Regions from separate parts of the Mus musculus genome. Here region 2 is linked to region 1. A link is a contact called in public HiChIP or PLAC-seq data. All regions are on one chromosome and are shown on one strand. The core of a region is the stretch at or near the end of the contact, and the rest is flanking DNA. Distances in the headings are between cores, read along the strand shown. Region 1 has its middle 10 kb from the start of Fosb. Region 2 holds the start of Klc3 (kinesin light chain 3).

Region 1 (4,956 bases), core at 1,425-3,924:
TTCTCAGGTAACCACATCCAGCAGGGTGTTGTCTGGACCCAACGGGGAAAATGTTGCTTGACAGGTGCGAGGCTTGTCAGGCCACATCCCCTGTGCCGACTTGGGTCACTAGCTTACAGACAGGCTGGTACATGCCAAGGGGAGGACCCACAGCCTTCCACGATCAATCACAGTCCTAAAGCAGGCACACCCCACACTTCCTGCAACAACCTGTGTAAGTTAGTCACACATGTCTACCGAGATGTGGCCCTGGGCTCTTGGAGATGTGTTTTCTGATGGAATGAAAACAAACGCTTTCTACCTGTCACTTCTGTCTGTCTATCTGTCTGCACTAGAGATGGAATCCAGAGCTTTCTGTGGGCTAGAAAAGCACTCAAAGCATAAGCCATGTCCCCAGCCCCTCACTGGGGGATTCTAGGCAGGGGCTCTACCACTGAGCTACACCCCAGCCCCTCACTGGGGGTTTCTAGACAGGGGCTCTACTAAGAAGCCATGTCCCTACCCCTCACTGGAGGATTCCAGGCTGGGGCTCTACCACTGAGCTACATTCCCATCTCCTTTTATTTTCAAACACATGTTTTGTCTAGTCACTGAGGTTGGAATGGCTGTATTTCCCCTCCCCCAGCCTCTTGAGTGGCTGGGATACATACTTGCACCTCTTTACCTTGCTGCAGTTGAAGGAACTCTTGTTTGTGCTTCCTCCCCCCCCCGCCCCCCCCCCGCGCCCCCCCCCCCCGCACTGTGTCTTTGCAGAACCTATCCTACTAGGCATCAGAACTTGGCTTTTATAGGCAAAACACACAGACTCACACACAGAAATAATAAACTAATAAACATAAAGTTCTCAAGTAAACCCATGACTGGAAGGCAGAATGATAATTAGGCAGACAGAGGGACCCCCACCCCAGGAGGGGTGTATGTTCTTTCAACAGTGTGTATACACATGAGCCATGCTTGCTAGTCAAAGCCATTGCCATGGGTTGACAATCTCAGGGGACCAGGTTCTCCTCTCCAGGTCTCCTACGTAGGATGTACCAAAGACATCGTTTACATAACCTGCCCTCCATGCAGAACCTAAGAGCTTTACATAACACTGCATGGTGAGTCACTACACAGACACAGGTCATCGACCTGACAAGCCCCATGAGGGGAACCCCCACCCAGGACCGTTACCCGGAAATGACTCTGTGACACAGAGATCATGGGTTTCACAAAGGAGAAAGTGGGGTCAGAGAGGACAAGTCACTGACTTAGGGTCACACAGTCAGGATTTAAATGGCAGGGTTGCAGCACCACCTGCCAGTTGGTGGGACATAATAAAAACATCACTAATAGTGGCTGGAGAGATGGTTCAGTGGTTATGAACAGTTGCTCTTGCAGAGGTCCTGGGTTCGATTCCCACCCAACACCCACATTTCAACCATCTGTAACCCCCAGACACTCAGGTGGTGCACGTTCATGTACATAAATAAATCAAAAAATGTATTTAAAAAATCACTAGTATACAACAGAGCTGCCTATTTAGTACGCCACAGTGCATGAAATATGTTCATTCCTGTTCGCCACTTATTTTACATTTTTATTAACCTGTTCCGTGTGGGGTGAATTAAGTGCTATGTCCTGTGTGTAGAGGTCAGAAAACAACCTACAGAAGTCAATTCTCTCTTTTCACCTGTATTTAAGTCCCAGGGATCGAACTCAGGTTAACACCAAGCGCCTCTGCCCACTGAACCATCTCCCTTGCTCGTTTATCTTAAAATCAGTGAGGTACAGAACCAGGTCAGTTTCTTATTGTCATTTATTTACTTATTATGTAGGGTAGGAGGACAGGTGCCAGCATGCAAATGTAGAAGTCAGAGGAAAACTCTTCTATCATGTGGGTCCTAGGAACTCAAGTCATTTTCTCAGGCTTGGTGGCAAGTGCTTCTGCCCACTACCCGCTTTACAGAATTTAGCGATTTCACACTTCTTATGGTGAGCAATGTGACGATGCCACCTCAGTAAAGAAAGGGCTCACAGGTCAAAGTTACAGAGCAGGGACCAGAATCCAGTTTTTTTTTTTTTTTCTCACTACCACGTACCCGACGCACCTGCTGCAAGCCAACCTGACCAAAAGTACAACCAACAAACACCAACATTTCAAGTACTTGAGTTGAAATATCTAAGCCAGGCGATGATGGTGCACGCCTTTAATCCCAGCACTTGAGAGGCAGAGGCAGATGGATCTCTTGTGAGTTCGAAGCCAGCCTGGTCTGCAGAGTGAATTCCAGACAACCAGGGCTACAGAGACCTGTTTTGACACCGAGGGGGGAAAAAAAGGAAAAGAAGGAAAAAAGAAATAAAGATATCTATCTACAGCTGCCAGCTGCAACCTGGTATTCTGTCTCCGCTTTGAGAACGGGGTAAACTTAACCCAGCCTCCAAATCCACTGACTGTCCCGGTAGTCAGAAAGGAACTGTTTTTTTTTTCTTCTTCTTCTTCTTACAGCTCCAGGGTCTCCTCCCGGGAACCAGGAAGGGCTCCTGCTACTTTAAGACGGAGAACAGTCGATTCGCGTTGCCTGGGCAGCGCCGCGGCGGTTGCCTAGCAACGTCAACAAACCACAGCGCCGTTGCGACTCCGTGCGCCCTCCCCCCCGGCCGCCCGCGCTGACGCAGTGACGCGGCAGCCTGTGGCACGCCGTTACCTAGCGACGGGAAGGTTGTTTGTCCCTGGCCAAGCGGCGCGACCGCGCACAGCAGCCAAGACCGGCCAGGGCAGACAGACGGCTCGACCCGGAGATGGCAGCGAGGGGACACCCGTATCCCCAAATTACCACTGTCTGCTTTCTGTTTGCGCCCCCTCCTCCCCGGAGTGCCTGTCCGTCCGGAGCCTCCCGCTCGCTGACTGTCTCCTTCCCCTCAAACCATAGCACTCAAAAACAGGAGCACAAAAAGAGGAGAGGTGGCCCTTCTCAAGCGTGTCACTGTGACCTCAGATCCTAAGTTTCTGGGTGTAGTGCTAGGTCAGGGGGATTCCCACCACCATTGGAGATGGTTGAGCAGTGTATGACCTGTGCACACGCACAGACCTAGAGCCACAGCCCTTGCCTGCCCTCCGTTCCCTCTCTCCCCTGTAGGTTTGCCTACCTGTCTCACTCCGCCAGTCTGAAGCATCCGGGCTCTGTCTGTGAAACAGTCCGCGAACTGGGAGGGTCTACCCACTGGCCCCAGCACCCCTCCTCCCAAGGCCCCCCATGCTGCTGCTTCATGTGACCAGGGCTGGGCCGAATCTCTGAGCAGACAGAGAGAAGCATGGTGTGACCGCATGAGTGGAGTGAGTTCTGGGGACAGTGCCCAGTTGTGCGATAGACAGCAGGTTCCAGAGGACCACTGTGCATGTGTGTGTGTTGTTGTATTTGGTTTGTGTTTGTGAGTATGTCTGTGTGTGTGTGTGTGTGAGAGAGAGAGAGAGAGAGACAGACAGACAGACAGAGACAGAGACAGAGACAGAGACAGAGAGAGTTGTGTGAGGACCACTGTGCATGTGTGTGTGTTGTGTGAATGTTTGTGAGTGTGTGTGTTGTTGTATTTGGTTTGTGTTTGTGAGTGTATCTGTGTGTGTGAGAGAGAGACAGAGAGACAGAGAGACAGAGAGGGAGAGACAGAGAGAGAGACAGACAGAGAGACAGACAGAGAGAGACAGAGAGAGACAGAGAGAGAGAGAGAGAGTTGTGTGAGGGCCTCCCAGGTGATCTGGGAAGCTTGTGAATGTGAAAGTGCCTGTGGGTGGCTTCACCTCTGGCAGAGGCATTCTGCCTCCTGTATATTAACTATGTGTGCTCAGACAATCCACTCAAAGATGCTCTGGGGCTGCAGCTGATAGAGCAGCTTACTTAGTGTGCACAAGGCCGTGGGTGCAAACACCCCAGAACTACAATCCCAGAACTCTCTCTGCGCACTGAACTCGACTTCCTCATTTGTTTCTTGTTTCTTTTTTTTGACGGAGTCTAACATTGTCCGGATTGCTTCAAACTTTATAGCGGAGGAAGATCGATGGCAATTCTTCTGCCTCCACCTTCTGAGTGCTAGGATTGCAGGCATGTACCCTCATGCCCAGTTGAGACAGTATCAGTGATTGAACCCAGGGCCTCACGCCTCCTGGAGAAGCCCTGTACCATGGAGCTACAAGTCTAGTTCCTTTTCTTGTCCTTAAAAAAAATAAAAAGCTGGGTCTTCTTATAGCCCAGGCTGGCTTTGTACTCCCCATCCTCCTGCCTCAGCCTCCCAAGTGCTGGGATGATAGGCTTATGGCACGGCCATGATAGCACCTACAATTTCCAGAGTTGCCTGTCCTTTGCAGTGTACTATGCCTTGTGAGGGACAGGCTCTGAGGGTCTGCTTGTGATCACACACCTGAGGACCTGTTTGCTGGGAGTTCTGTCCCCATTTCTTTGCCAGGCTGGAAGACACTGACACACCCACCATGGTGACAGTACCCATGGACTTAAATGGTGTGACTCCCTCTGCTCTAATGGGAGGGTCTCAGTGCCCCGTATCTGCTGTTTCTCAAATGGGGTAGGTAATACAGAGATAGGAGGGCTGACACAAAACATATCAAACACCAAGATAGCAAAGGCTAGAATGAGACCCTGTCTCAAGCTTTCCCCTAGAGAAGGGGAGTGTATAATTGCACCCACTCACAAGACTGTTGGCCATAAACAAGTTTGTATGGAAAATGTTTACAAAGTGCTTGGCACATCCAGGGGTGGTGGCGCACACCTGGATTCTCATACTTGGAGAGAAGAGCCAGGAAGATTAGGGACGGTTCCAGTCAGGCCTACATATTGAGACCTTATCTCAAAAACAAAACAACACAACACACACACACACACACACACACACACACACCTCAAAAACCTCTGGAAGTTCACATTTTGGGAAAAGCATCTGGATGGTAAAGTGTAGGGATTAAGA
Region 2 (4,822 bases), core at 255-2,754, 84 kb before region 1:
TCTGGAGGGCGAGCACACCGAGGCGGCTCCGTGGACCCGCAGTGCCATCTGGTGGCGGTTTCGTGCACTGCAGGGACCTTTCATAACTTCTAGAATTTGCTTCGTTCATCCTGTAAATACTTTTTGCGCATCTGCATCATGCCACTCTACAGTCTTGACCTTGAAGACGACCAGAGAGACACAGGGCACGCGTTGTAGAATATTAAAGACCCAGGAGCCTACATTAAGAGATTCTTAGATACTGCAGCATGGGAGCTATTCAGGAGGCTGAGGCAGGACTGTAAGTTTGAGCCCAGCTGAGCTTTATAGGGAGACTCTATCCCCCCTCAATAAAATAAAGGTAACTAGGGTACAGTGGCTGTATTTTCAGAATTAAGTGAGACCCTGCCTCAGAAAAGGAGGGCAGAGAGAATTAATAAAATCAACACACACACACACATCTATATCTATATCTATAAATATATATATGGCAGGGAGAGCTAAATAGTAGATGCTTTTTCCTTGTATTCACAGGGCTCTGGGTACCACTCCCAGCAGTGCACACACTACTGTTAGCTCATGTTAATCAATTCAGGTCTTCCAGAAGACCCAAGTTCAATTCCCAGCACCCACATGGTGGCTCACAATTGTCTGTAACTCCAGTTCCAGAGGATCTGATGCCCTCACCCAGATCTACAGGCAGAACACCAATGCACAGTAATATAAATCTTTAAAATAAAGAAAACCCCTCTTACTTATGTGTCCGTATGTATACACAAATGCACGTGTGTGGGTGCCCACGTTCCATCCATGCATGTGAATCCATCCAGGCTCTCCTTGACCAACTCCGGAATAATTCCCAGGAGTCAGTTTTCATGGTTCTTGGAGATGAAACTCAGGCTGTCAAGCTTGGCAGCTAGCGCCCTTACCATCTTCTCAGCCAGGAATAGTTGTGCAAGGTCTTCAGGTTGTAATTATTAAAACAATATTTTTTGGAGATTTTTATCTTTATTTTATGTGTGTCTGTGGAGGCCCTGGAAGAAAGTGCTGGATCTCCCTGGAACTGGAATTACAGATGATTTTGAGCCGACATGTGGGTTCTGGAAATCGAACCTGGGTCCTCTGCAAAAGCAGCCAGCACTCTTACCTGATGAGCCATCTGTTTATTCCATATTTGTGTATGTATGACTGGACACATGTAGAAGTCAGAAAACAACATGTGGGAGTCCGTCTCTGTCCACCCTGAAGGTCTCAGGGATCGAACTCAGCTCCTCAGGATTGGCAGCATGCACCCTTACTGTCTGAGCCTTCTCGAAGGCCCCCAGATAAAGTTTTCAGAAGTTCTCGGAACGCAGGTTTCACCGAATGCTGCGGCAGAGGGCGTGGCCTGGGCGCCTGCGGGGGCGTGCGTTGCCTCCATCGGCCCCGCCCCGCCTCTAGACCACAGGTTTCTCAATGTGTGCTGGCGGAGGGCGCGGCCTGCGCACCTGCGGGGGCGTGGCTTTGCCCTGCCCCACCTCCCTCAGGAGCCTCCGGGAAGGCGGCGGCCGCGCAGCGGGAGCAGCCCGGTCTCCGCGCAGCGAGGCGGCTCGGGCGGGCGGCCGTCAGGTGGGCACGGGGGACGGCGGCGGCTGCTTCGGGATTCCCGAGGGGGCCGCAGGGATGGAGGGAGGGAGCCAGGGACCTGGTGGCCGGGATGAGCCTCGGGGTCCCCGCGGAGCCCCGCCCGGCCCCTAGCGGAGTAGAAAAACAGCTGCGGGCGGGGCGGGGCCTTGTGACGCGAAGTCCGGTGCAGGGTCTCCGCGGCCGCGGGGAGGGGCTGGCCGGCTGTCGGAGGGTCCCCCGCTGCAGCCTGAGGGTGCAAGACATGCATGGTAAGGGAGCCTGCGCGAGGTGTGCAAAGAGAGGGAGAGTAAGGCAGGGCGCACTGTGGAAACTGAGGCGGGAGGAGCGGAGTTGGAGGCGAGCGAGCCTGGGCTTCGTACTCAAGGGAGAGAGACAGAAGGAGGGCGGATGTGGGTACAGATGCCAAAGGGAGGGAGAAAAAGAAAAGGAACGTGGGCCAGCAAGGAGAGTAAAGGTGTTGATGCCAAACTGTCTATTTCTCAAGTTTGATCCACAGGATCCGAAAGGTGGGAGGAGAGAAAGGACTCCTCCCTTAAGTTGCAAGTTGTTCTCTTGGCAATCCATGTGCCTCTGCACACACAATAAGTACATAAAGGGAAAAAAGTTGACTAGGGACCAGGCATCATGATGCACACCTATAATCCCAGCACTCGGGAGGCAGAGACAGGCGGATCTCTGAAGACAGCCAGGGCTACACAGAGAAATTCTGTGTCAATGTATACATATTCATACATATGTATATATATTAGAGAAAATCTGTATCAACATATATATACACATACATATGTATATATAAAATTATATATATTTTAAAAGTAAGAAAGAGTCACATTGTGGGTAAGAGTGTAAAAGAAATGAGCTACCATGTTACTCAGTGATGGGGACAGAGTGAATGTGGATGATCTTGTCTGTCTCCTGTGTGTGTGTGTGTGTGTGTGTTACATGCGGACTGTGCATAGCACTGAGCATGTGTGACTGAGATACTGGGTCAACTGTATACTTGTGGTTGATTCACACAGATGGCCATGTGTGGCAGGGAATGGGGTTGGATCTAGGTGTTGCGTGGCAGTGGGGGTGGAGTGTGTGGAATTGTGTCAGTGATATGTGACTGTCACTGACTAACTGTTGGCTGTGTGTGGGTATGTGGGTGACTGTGTCTGCAAGCTGAGGTTTACTTAGGTGTGTGTGTGTGTATACGTGCACACACGTGAGTGTGGGGCAAGCCTGCTGTGGACTAGTGAAGCTCTCTTGGGGCTCCTGTGAGTGCCGGGGACAGCTCGAGTGGCAGATGGCTGCGGCTGAGCTGTGGGAAGCTGCATATGGAGCATGGCCCCTTGGGTCTGAGATTGTGCGGTGGGGAGGGCGGTGGTGATCCTGGCCACACTGGGGCAGAGTCAGGATGGCTCACCCTGAGCTTGTGTGAGACTGACTACTTACAGGGTGTGTGAGGTTGAGCCTACCCAGGTTCTACACGCGCTCACCGGTGATCTTACTCACGTGCCTCGTATATGGTATGGTATTTTGGTTTTGTTTGTAGAGATGAAGTGACCTGAACACCTGATCCTCCCATTTCTGTATTGGGATTACAGGTGTGAGACTCCACATCTGGGGAGAAGTTGAAATGTTATTTCTTTCTTCAAAGATTTATTATATGTAAATAAACTGTAGCTGTCTTCAGACACTCCAGAAAAGGGTATTAGATCTCATTCCAGGTGGTTGTGAGCCACTATGTGGTTGCTGGGAATTGAACTCAGGACCTCTGGAAGGGCAGTCAGTGCTCTTAACTGCTGAGCCATCTCTCCAGCCCCAAAATGTTTTTTCCCATTCCTGCTCGATCCGGTCCTGCTCCTGAAATTTTATTTTATTTTATTTTATTTTATTTTATTTTATTTTTAGACAGAGTTCACTCTGTAGATCAGGCTGGCCTTGGACTCATGGAACTCCTCCTGCCTCTGCCTCCTGAATGCTGGGCTTAAAGGTGTGGGCCACTATGCCCCTCCAGAGGTTGAGTCATAACCTGGCGGTACCCAATAAGACCATCTGAGTTAAGATTTTGACTTTAAAGCCTTTGAAAATGATACTCACAAAGTAGAAACTGTATATCTGAGTTTGAGGTTGGGTCTCTTTCTGGGCTAGACTGCTGAAGGAGCACCTCACATGCCTCCACATGTTACGCTGAGACTTAGAAAATGCTACTTCAGGCAGCCCCAAGATCACCAAAGGAAGTGGGGTGGGGTGGGGTGGGCACTGAACTCACTGTGTAATGGAGGATTATCTCTTTAAAAATTACATGTATTAAACCCAGCAGAAGTGGCGCACTCAGGAGGAAGAGGCAGGCAGATCTCTGAGTTTGAGGCTAGCCTGATCTACAGAGTGAGTTCCAGGACAGCCAGGGCTACACAGAGAAACCCTGTGTTGGAAACCAAACAAACAATAAACAAGTCCCCAAACAGTGCTGTCTGCCTGTAACCAGCACTTGAGGTAGCACAGGAAGGTTTAGCCAAGGATGGCTTTGAGCCCTGATCTTCTGATCTCAGGTTGGTACCACATGCCCATCCATCAACTTTTTTTTTCTTATGGTAATAGGGATGGACTCCAGGGCCTTGGCACTGTTTGGCTATCTATGTCCCTAGTATTGAGACAGAATTTTTCTGTGTAGCTCTGGCAGTCCTGAAACTTGTTCTGTAGTCCAGGCTGGCCTTGAACTCAGAGAAACGCACCTTCCAAGTGCTAGGGTTCAAGGTGCACCACCACCATTTGCTAAGATTTATTTTTATTTTATGTACATGAGCGTTTGTCTGCAAGCAGGTATGTACATGATGTGTGTGCAATACCCACTGAGGCCAGAAGAGGGCGTCAGATCCCCCGGACCTTGAATTGGTTGAAAGCCAGCATGTGGGTGCTGGGTCCTCTGCAAGGGCAGCTAGGGCTCTTCACCTCTGAGTCATCTCTCCAGACCCCAGGATTTCTTTTTAAAAGCAGAGATTATAGCTCCTGGCCCCATGATCCTCCTGCCTCAGCCTCCAGTGCCAGAATTATGGGTGTATGCTACCACACCTGTGTTCTGAAAAGGAGAGAGTGTGGTGTGGTTTGTCTTTCTAAGATGAGAGTGTACATTTGTGCCGTGCTTCTTTGTTTCCTTTCTTGTGTTGTATTTCTAATAAGGCAATACATATGCGTGTGCTTGGAGAGGGTGCGGGTGTGTGGAAGGAGAGAA

What was found. HiChIP or PLAC-seq counts read pairs in DNA pulled down with a chosen protein or histone mark.
Region 2: an HNF4G HiChIP or PLAC-seq map of pancreatic cancer cells shows a contact between it and region 1. The contact joins the promoter of Klc3 here to the enhancer-like site in region 1. A contact is called at or near these places in 4 of 39 promoter capture datasets (the HPC-7 cell line, embryonic stem cells and stem cell-derived epiblast-like cells), 3 of 115 datasets of contacts at active chromatin or transcription factors (CD8 T cells, embryonic stem cells and pancreatic cancer cells) and 2 of 9 other capture datasets (adipose tissue and liver).

Annotation. Positions count from the first base shown.
Region 1 is chr7:19,317,824-19,322,779 of GRCm38.p6, reverse strand. No RefSeq gene overlaps it. Among named protein-coding and RNA genes, the nearest start is that of Fosb, 10 kb to the right of the region's middle. RefSeq lists an enhancer at 2,514-3,373. Within about 2 kb of position 2,674, at least 330 of the 459 cell types and tissues checked have an H3K27ac peak or open chromatin away from gene starts, as enhancers often do. A contact at or near this core is called in CD8 T cells, adipose tissue, pancreatic cancer cells and 1 more, where this site is marked.
Region 2 is chr7:19,400,786-19,405,607 of GRCm38.p6, reverse strand. Klc3 (kinesin light chain 3) reads left to right here and starts at 1,504. Exons shown (of 13, transcript NM_001286039.1): 1 at 1,504-1,587.